2 separate regions of the Mus musculus genome follow, and region 2 is linked to region 1. A link is a contact called in public HiChIP or PLAC-seq data. All regions are on one chromosome and are shown on one strand. The core of a region is the stretch at or near the end of the contact, and the rest is flanking DNA. Distances in the headings are between cores, read along the strand shown. Region 1 overlaps Sgce (sarcoglycan, epsilon). Region 2 overlaps Ppp1r9a (protein phosphatase 1, regulatory subunit 9A).

Region 1 (4,619 bases), core at 1,382-3,881:
GGAGACACACACACAGGCAAACACAGACACTCACACAAACACACAGACCTACACTCACACAGACACAAACACACACACACACACACACACACGGAGACACACACACTCACACAGACACACACGCAGAGACACACACACAGAGACTCACACACACACACACAGACCTACACTCACACAGACACACACACACACACACTCACACACAGGCAAACACAGACACTCACACAAACACACAGACCTACACTCACATAGACACACACACACAGGCAAACACAGACACTCACACAAACACACCTACACTCACATACACACACATACACACAGACACATACGCACACACAGAGACTCACACACACACACAGACACACACACAGACACACACACAGACACATACACACACACTCACACAGACACACAGACACACACACAGACACATACACACACACTCACACAGACACACACACACACACACACACGGAGACACACACACTCACACAGACACACACACAGTGACACACACACAGAGACTCACACACACACACAGACACATACACACACTCACACAGACACACACACACACACAGAGACACACATTCACACAGACATGATGCTAAATTTTTTTTGATTTTTTAAAAAGGGAAAAGAAAAAGGTTTTGAAGGCTGTCATAGAAGGGAAGAGCTATGGAAGATGTGAACTCTACAGACAACTTCAGCAAAGCCTTAGAGTAGAATAATATGTAAAGAAATAAGGGAAGCAGAACCCAGAGAGAAGTGTGATAAGGTTTGATAGTTCATTTGTAAGGTGAGTGTGCTAATCAGATTAAATTTCATTTGGCATATCCTGCTGTTTACTTGGACAGTGATGTCTGAGCAAGTTATTATTTATTATTTCTGTTTCTTGTCATTCTGATTAGCCCATCAGCAATCAGTCACTATTCATAGCTCTTCAATTGCTTGTATTAAAGAGCAACTCCCTCCTCCCCTAGTCTGCAAATTACCCAGGTTGGGAAAGAGCAATATTCTCTCTTCAGAGACTGCTTGCCCCCGACTAGATGAAAACTCTTTATGCTGCTACAAGCCTCCAAATGATTGAGAACATCTTAAGACAAACTTTTAAGCCTTGTACGGTTTCTCGGGAACGGGAGGACAAGCCAGCCACCTTCAGATTCATTCAGCTTTGACTCTTGGAGGGGACGCATTGAAGACTTGGCTATGCTGTGGACATGGAGGGTCCAGCAAATTATGCGAACAGTTTCTTACTGTACGCGCATAACTGCAGGACTCATGGCGCTCTCTGCCTTTGTGTTTTCCCGTTAGAGAAAGCAGCATTGTAGGTGTAATTGTGACAAATGATCAGGAACCGCTTCCTTTAATGATTTCTGAAGACAGTGCGTTGCCTCTGGAGTTCATCCAATAACCTGTCTATAGAGGTTGACATTATTTTACACATTAGATCTAGTCTTGAAAAGTGGTGTGCAGGAAAGGTATTTGAATGATAGTTTTTTAAAAGAATTTTTTTTTCTCACATTGGTCTTCTAATGAAAATAAAGCTACCAAACGTTAGCTCCCCACATCCCCAGCAGAGAGTAACCTTTTTTTTTTCTTTTTTTTGGTCAGTGTGTGGTTTACAGTGTCTCGCCTTCTATAACTCTTGCCTGGTGAACTGAGCCACGGTACTTATCCTTTTATTTAGAGTCGTCGGGCTTCAGTTTTCTGAGGTCAGTCAGCTATTATATGAATTAATATGAACTTGATTAAAGTGAGTGTGCATGGATCAGTGAAGTAGCCCCACGGAAAGGCGCTGTTCCATGAAATCCAAAGACCTGAGTCATGTCCCTAGGACCGATATAAAGTGGAAGGGACTGACTGACTTAATAAACTTTCCTCTGACCCCTCTGTATGGATAACATGACATGCTCAGTCCCCATGCACATATCACACACACACACACACACACACACACACACACACGCACACTTTAAAAGAAAAGCTGGGTTTCCTCTTACATCCAAAAAAAAAAAAAAAAAAAAAAAAAAAGGTCTCCAAGCACTGAGGCCCCTAAGGTACAGAAGCTCCTCTGAGATGTATGCAAGGGTTCTATCCTACGGTAATCCTTGACAATTAGGACACTGGTTAGATTTTTTTAAAAAATGCTATGAAAGAAGCCGGGTGTGGTGGCACACGCCTTTAATCCCAACACTCGGAAGGCAGAGACAGGCGGATTTCTGAGTTCAAGGCCAGCCTGGTCTACAGAGTGAGTTCTAGGACAGCCAGGGCTACACAGAGAAACCCTGTCTCGGGAAAAAAAAAAAGAATTGCTATGAAAGACATCCAGGCTGTCTCTGTAGAGCACCCGGGAAGTATAGAGCTGAAGCGTTTACCAGCCAAGATCCCAAAGTGACTGGCAACGCTTATGCCAGGTTGGTCACCTTCTGAAAAAGAGAGTGCGTGGACGACAATCTCAGACTTAAAGGTATGCACATAAATCCGTCAGACCACTGACTCCTAAAGTACAACCGTGTGATTTTGTATGAACTCTCAACTGTGATTCCTACGTGCAGTACAGTCTGAAGACTAGTTCACTAATGGGGGAAGGGGTCAAGCCAGTGCTATCTGGTTTCTCAGCCCAGGCTTCCCTTGTGATGACTCATCTCGCAGGCAGCAGAGAAGCTCCTGGGCGGCTGCTTGCTGGATTTACTACCTTGGGCCTTAAGATTAAGCCTCTGTAATCTTCAAACACATTGATAGATTCACCTGGGTTTGTAAGGATTGGGAGAAACAATATGTGAAAGCTCTTTGCTGGAGTCTGCCAGTAAAATCTAAATGCTGCTGCCCATGCTGGAAAGGAAAGTAGCTTTTGTCATCTGCTTCCCGAGCGATTCTGTTAGGGTGGGCTTCTCTATCCCCCGTCAGCCCAGCGGTGACTCACATGTCCTGATTGTTCCATGAGATTACCTGGAAGTAAGAAGGCAGGGGTTTCCAGTGCTGGGTCCCTCCTGTTTTGCTGCATCCTAAGCAATCGGACTACTCTCTCCTACCCCTTTGGATTTGTCAGTCTTGGGGACTTCATAATTATTTATGAGAACCACATGTTGAAGTAGTGTAGCCCATCTGCCTGGACTTTCTTTTATAGAGTCATGGATATGTGTGGTGTGTCTATTTGTTATAAACCTTTTGGCGCCCATGGGCACTTATTCTGAAGGGGCTGCCTAGGTGCGTAAGCAGCCCTGTTGCCTTTCAAATCAATAATGAAGAGTCTCCTGGAGGGGAGCCGTCTGGGACATAAGGCATTCTTAGTGTTTTGGATTTTGTTTTAAATTTAAGTTATTGGGAACACCTACCATTTGTTTCATCTAGTTTTAGAAATTCATAATTTCATAAGGTCATAACACAACTCAACCACTGATTAGGAAAATCACTCGTAAGACTGGTCATTTAGTAGATAAAGCTGGTTTGCTTAAATCCACAGAGTTTAAAACTGATGCCAGCCGAGTAGTTTGTTAGAGGCCTTCACTTGTACTTCCCATAAGACTTTGCTTGTTTCATTGTTGCTTCTTTTTCTTTTTTTAATGGCCTAGGTTTCTGTGGGTTTTGTTTGTTTGTTTTGAAGCAGGGACGCTTCGTTGATCCCCTTCTCCAGCCTCCTTCACCAGCACACGCAGGGATCAAAGGCATGAGCTACCACACCCAGCTAGAACCTAGATTTTGAATCGCTTTTTTTTTTAATATGGGGAACTTAGTATTTTCATAATTTAGTTTGTTAAATATTTTGCTGAAGAGTTAATGTGAAAAGAAAATCCGTACATAATTCCTGGCATGATGGAGACACAAGCGTTGTTAGACTCCACAGGACGCTTCTCTTTCCCTTACTTTCTCATTCAGGACGTATTTTCTTTATTCATATCCTCTATTTCTGGCCCTATATGTTCTACTTTTCTTGGATTTGTGTCTCGTTTTCTTTATCTTTGCTCTCTTGTTCTCTCCCCGTATCTTTCCTAGAACCTGTGGATAGAACCCCCTGTTGGAGGACCCTCCCTTTCCTCACCCTGCCCCCGGCCCCCGGTCGCTGCCTTTGCTTCCTTGTCCTGGCTGATCTCATCTCCCTGGCAGCTTCTGCATCTTGACCTTTGCCATTTGGCTCTTCCCTTCCCCAGTCTCTTAGAACTCTGTTTTCAAGGAGTCTGCACGTAAATTTTCTGCTTTTGAAAGCTAGGAGTCCTTGATCTCGCTCTCATCCTCTGGTCATTTTATAGCAAGGGATCATACCCTCTTCCTTGACATCTCCCTTCATCGGAGGATGTGGCATTTCTGACTCGGTTGTCCAACCTGTGACTGCCCCTGTCTTTTCTTGGTTGAGATGTTCTCTGATTTTGCAATTTAAGTATGTGTATTAATACATTCTATATTTATTATCCCTGCTGATTTATGCATCCTTTCTTATTCCTTATTTTATGGGTATGCACGAACTCTTGGGTTTATGTATGTGCACCATCTATATTTGGGTGCCTGAGGAGACCAGAAGGGATCAGATTCCCTGACCGTATATGTCACAATCTACATGAGTTGGGTACTAAGAGCCAAACCAGTGTCTTTTTAAAGAGCAACGTGTGCTCTTAAGC
Region 2 (5,117 bases), core at 2,447-4,946, 200 kb before region 1:
ATTGTCGGTGCCTCTAAGTCAGCCTGTATGAGACCCCTCTTCCTTCTTCCATCACCAAGCTGGCAGACCACATGTGAGACCCCTGCTCCCTTGTGACACTCTCTCACATGGCGTACCTGTCATCGTGACCCCACAAAGATCCCTCAATCCACCATCTGAGCCACTGACTAGCCCAGAAGACATTTCCAAGGCCTTACCCTACATCAAAATAGCATTTCTTCTTTCCCATCTCCCGATCTTGCTTTGTGTGGAGTCACACTTAGTCCAGTGCTGCAGAATTTTTATTCCTGCTTGAACTGACCTAAGATCCACGGCCCCACCCAGAATGAGACCCAGCCAGGAAGTGTATACCCTTCTATGGTTTTTTTTTTAATGTCCATGTGTATTTTGGCTGCATGTGTATCTACATCATGTGCACGTCTGGTACCCACAAAAGTCAGAAGAGTGTGTCCGATCCCCTGGTAATAAAGTTACAGATAGTTCTAGGTCCCACATAGGTGCTAGGAACTGAACCCACGACTCTGGGAAAGGAGCCCATGCTCTCCCCCACTCTTCACTCCAGCCACAGTACTAGCTTTCGAGATGCAAGAGGGCTGGAGATATGACCAAAGCATACAACACTTGACTAGGATGCTGACAGCTGTGGGCTCCACACACAGCAACGCAAATAACAACGATACCTCCAAGTACAGTGGCCCGCCTGAGGTTCACTCAACTGTTCCACCTCTTTCTTGTACGAGTGAGCGAATGTACAACTTGGTGAGCTTAGAAAACAAAAGCATAGGAAAGATATAAATAAAAAAGAGATTCTTAAACTCCCAGAGAAGTGCTACAGATTGCGTACCATCTGTGCTGATTCTGTTTGTTCCGGTAAGAACAGGACAGAAGACGTGTGTGGCACACACTTGTCATCTTAGCACTTAGAAGGCTGAGACAGGGTGTTGGGAGTTGGAGGCCAACCTGGGCAACACAGTGGGTACCAACCAGAGACATGTAGCAGTATCTGAAGAGGAAGATCGAGGGGAACCCTTACAAAAAGGGGGAACATTTTCTGTTTTATGCATTTCGATTTTAAAGTATGATTTTGCTCTCATGTTTAATGTGTTTATTATTCTCTCTTAATGTTGGGTTTTTTTAAACTATAGTTTATTCCAGTTGTTCTTAAGAAGAACCACACACACACACACACACACACACACACACACACACACACACACTTGGGCCTAAATGTTTTCTCAGTTACACTCTACTTTGGATGGAAAAAAAATCCTATATATGTTTCCTGGGATGGTAATAGTTGAAGAGAGTAAAGAGACATCTTCCCTGGCCCTGTATAAACCTATACACTGGATAGATGTAATAACTGGACAAGCCTAATACACTGCAAGATGTGAGGACCCCCGCACTGTCTGTGCAGTGAGGCAGTGCCTGCAGAGCACGGGAAGCCTAGCTGAGCTACGGCAGTGACTGCAAGTGTGATCCCGGGTAAGCTGAGCCGGGCATCTAACAATTACCATCTACATTCCAGAGCCTATGCAAAGAGTATTGAAGGTTTTCGCTGAAAACAGAGAAGTGAAATAAGCCAATGAGTGTACTGTATTTCTTGTAAAATAAACTGAAGAAATGAGACATACAGAAACACCGAGTGAAAGGAACAGAGCAATATAAAATTGGCGGTCCTCAGCTGGGTTTCCTACTGTTAGAGGAGTGCTGAGGATAATTTCAAGTATGGATTCTCACCTTGGGTGACAGCCCCACACCCTGCCTCCATGACAAACTAAGACTTCTACAGTATTGGTTTCTCATAGGCCTCCAAAGCCAGGGCCTAACCCACCCTCTTCCTCAAGTTCTATATACCCACAGCAGACAAAGAGAACGTGCTGGTATTTAAGTATGTATTTTTATACAGTTTCCCTGTGTTGGAAAAGAATTCCGATTTCCTTCAGCAATGTGATTTCTGAAGACACCAGCAATTCCCAGCCCACCTGCCATTCTCTCCACTGTGTCCTTCCCTTGGGTTTTCCTTCATCTGCCCACTGTGTTCAGCTTCAGCAATATATCTATCAGCCTAAAAGACTTTTCTCTATTTTTTAGTTAAGTTTAAAATCTATGGGTTTACTGTCATGTGTAATTTTAAGTCTTTAAAAACTATCTCTGGTCTCAGCATCATTATTTAGGTTCCAAAACTAATGTAAGCTACCAAGAGGAAAAGTTAATATATTCACAGTAATGAAACAAAACAAGAAACCAGCTTGCACATAAGTATATAAGCAAACATCTTTGTTAGTAAATTACTAGGTTTTCTTTCTTTGCAGGGCTTCATACATGCCAAACTATCACTAAAAAGAACTTAAATTTGTAAACGGTTTGACCAAAATATATTTACATATTTATTGCTTCTTATCATAAACATTGATAGGATACCAGTGTGTCCTTGCTGTCATTTAACAGCAAGAAGGTTCTCTAAGAACCCGGCATGGGAATGAGAGCCTGCCCTGGTGGTTTTGTAGCAATTCCATACTGAACAAAGACAGAGGCCTTCCAGTGAACTGGGCCAACTGCAATGAATCAGAGTTAATCAGTTAAATACGCTCCCTAAAATATGTCCCTCAACCAGCACTAAATGCTCTGTGCTTTTCTGCCTTTCTAGACTTTCAGACTTAATTATCCAGATAACCCTGGCTATATTCACTTGACCTCAAGGGTTCCTGCCTTTTGTACATGTCAAAGAGGCTCACATTCTTTTTTAAGATGGTATAATCGGCCCTTTGTAAGAGGAAAGGGAAGCAGAGAGGTCTAAGTTAAGACTCACATGAGCACACTCAATCCTCCAGGAGAGGAGGGAGCAGCATTTCTGTTTTTACCATCCTTTCCTGTGTGTGTGTATGTTCCCATCTTACGAAATTTAGGCTACACATCATATACTTGTCGCACTAACACGCATACACATATACTCATGTAGGATACACAGCTCCACAGAACTTCAAGAAGACTTTTGTCATTTCAACACTGAAGTTTTCTCACTAAGTGGTTGATCGTGCTACACAGACATCACACAATCACACCAGAATCAGTCAGAGAGTATGCACTGGGAATCCATATCGCAAGCAAGAATCCCCATGATCTACTACACAGATCTCTGAAGCATTGATCCTATTAGAGGAAATTATAAAATTCACCAAAATTCTAGAGCAGTTCTCAGGATCTTCAGAAGCCTCTAAAATATTAATGCCAAACACAAGTATAAATTATTTGGAAAAAAAAAAGGAGAAAATGCAACAAAGTACACACACAGAGAAGAAAGAAAGATGGGAAAATGCCGTTCTTTTTCCTGTTGTTTGTTTGTTCAGGGAGGGAAAGGGCGTGAGCAAGCACAAACACTAAAGTTGAATAGTCAGTGAGGGGCTGAGAGGCCAGCAGAGAGGAAAAGAAAGAGAACTTAAAAAACCAGATAAACTACATAGTCATTTGTATGAACTTCTCAAAGGACTAATAAAAATTATATTTTTAAAATGGCTAAAATACCACTGTAGAGACTGGGGTTTGTACAAATGAAGGAGGAAGAGTCTTAGGTCTCTGGGTGGTGGCTCTGGCTTCAGGAAAGCAGCTCTGGGAACTGAGAAGCAGAAGCAGGCTGATGTGGAGAGTCCCCAATCAAGTGGCAACAATAAAGAATCATCATCTTTTGTTCTCTGAGTTACATTGTTGCTACTGCAGTCAAAAAGGACTTGTCTCATTATAGACCACAGTTCAGGAGCTAGGTACCACCCGGTTTACAAAAATATCTACTGGCCATTGTTAAGACCAATAGTAAGATATGAAAGAGTGAGCGATCAAAGGCCCTGATTGGAGGGGAGAGGAAGCAGAAAAGGCTAGCAATGGAGGGTCAGCAAGACACTGCTGTGGATGGAGAAGACCGTGAGCTTTACAGAGAGAGCCAGAGGGAGAAACCAGAGAGAGAGCCAGAGGGAGAAACGCTGTGTTTTAGAAACAAGCACTCAGTGTACTATGCTTCCTTACAATACAGCCTTTAGTAATTCCGTCCTCTTCTGAGATCTCAACTTTCTAACCTCTGTCCTAAGTTGTCACTGCCTGCCATACACAGACGCATTTATTACTGTCTTTAAATGGCACACTGATGAAGACCCTCTGTTTCTCAAGTGTTACTTGTTAAATGTTCTTTGCCCTGTTTCTATTCCTGTCAGAGTTAACACACTGCCTGGGCCCCAGCGGCCAGTAGGCAGGTGATGCACTGTCATACAGCCCTGCTTGCTTGGGATGTCTCCTTGCAGATCTATAAAGTAGCCCTGAGAGGACAAAAGAAATGATGGGCCTAACCCAAGTTAACTTATTCCAGAAACTATTGCTTTCTACTTTCCCCAAGAACTTACCTCATGAGCTAAGAACCTTCCTACAATTTCTGCAGATCCCAAGTGGCAGAAAACAGAAGATTCTCATGTGAAAACATTAAGCACTCGTTTATAGAAACAAGGTTTTTCTTTAAAAAAAAAAAATCTTTGTTTGCATTCTAATCTGTGAGCCAACAATCTTGAAGGAGAGATTTAGAGAATCTAATAGCACGCAGATATACCCCTCCAGGGAGGTCCCTTATGACCCCTGTCTGTCCCACAATGATGAAACCAGATGTCTAGATGTGAAAATGCCTTAATAAGCAAGCTACTCTAGCTGAGTAAACTTAAAATTTTGAGAAAAATCATTAAAAAAAGTGTAAGAAATACTGAGCATCCCAGGAATGAGTTAAGATGTAGGATCCCACATCACTTAGCTCACGCAGAACCAACACGACAGACTCCACAAAGGTACAAGACGGGCTCGTGTATATTTAACCATGAGCAGGGCAACCCAGGCTGAATGTGAATTCTCACCTAAAGAAACTACCGCAACCTTCTAGGCCGGTAAACACATCCCGAAGCATGGGCTTAAACACTCATTTCAGGTGCTGCTGCTGCTGCTGCTGCTGCTGCTGCTGCTGCTGCTGCTGCTGCTGCTGCTGCCGCCGCCCTGGCACCGTCTTTAACACGGAAAAGCAGTTTCAGACAAAGCTTACAGGAGTGAGTGTGGCTGTTCTCCACCATGCTTTACTTAGAAAAGTAAAC

The links. HiChIP or PLAC-seq counts read pairs in DNA pulled down with a chosen protein or histone mark.
Region 2: a contact with region 1 is called in an H3K27ac HiChIP or PLAC-seq map of extraembryonic endoderm stem cells. The contact joins two enhancer-like sites. A contact is called at or near these places in 1 of 39 promoter capture datasets (maxillary cranial neural crest), 7 of 115 datasets of contacts at active chromatin or transcription factors (bone marrow-derived macrophages, embryonic limb bud, embryonic midbrain and 3 more) and 2 of 9 other capture datasets (adipose tissue and pancreatic islet).

Annotation. Positions count from the first base shown.
Region 1 is chr6:4,731,368-4,735,986 of GRCm38.p6, reverse strand. All of the region lies in intron 1 of Sgce (sarcoglycan, epsilon), which reads left to right. Among named protein-coding and RNA genes, the nearest start is that of Sgce, 14 kb to the left of the region's middle. Within about 2 kb of position 2,631, at least 52 of the 459 cell types and tissues checked have an H3K27ac peak or open chromatin away from gene starts, as enhancers often do. A contact at or near this core is called in extraembryonic endoderm stem cells, where this site is marked.
Region 2 is chr6:4,936,595-4,941,711 of GRCm38.p6, reverse strand. The region is part of intron 2 of Ppp1r9a (protein phosphatase 1, regulatory subunit 9A); the gene reads right to left. Among named protein-coding and RNA genes, the nearest start is that of Gmfg-ps, 36 kb to the right of the region's middle. Within about 2 kb of position 3,696, at least 34 of the 459 cell types and tissues checked have an H3K27ac peak or open chromatin away from gene starts, as enhancers often do. A contact at or near this core is called in extraembryonic endoderm stem cells, where this site is marked.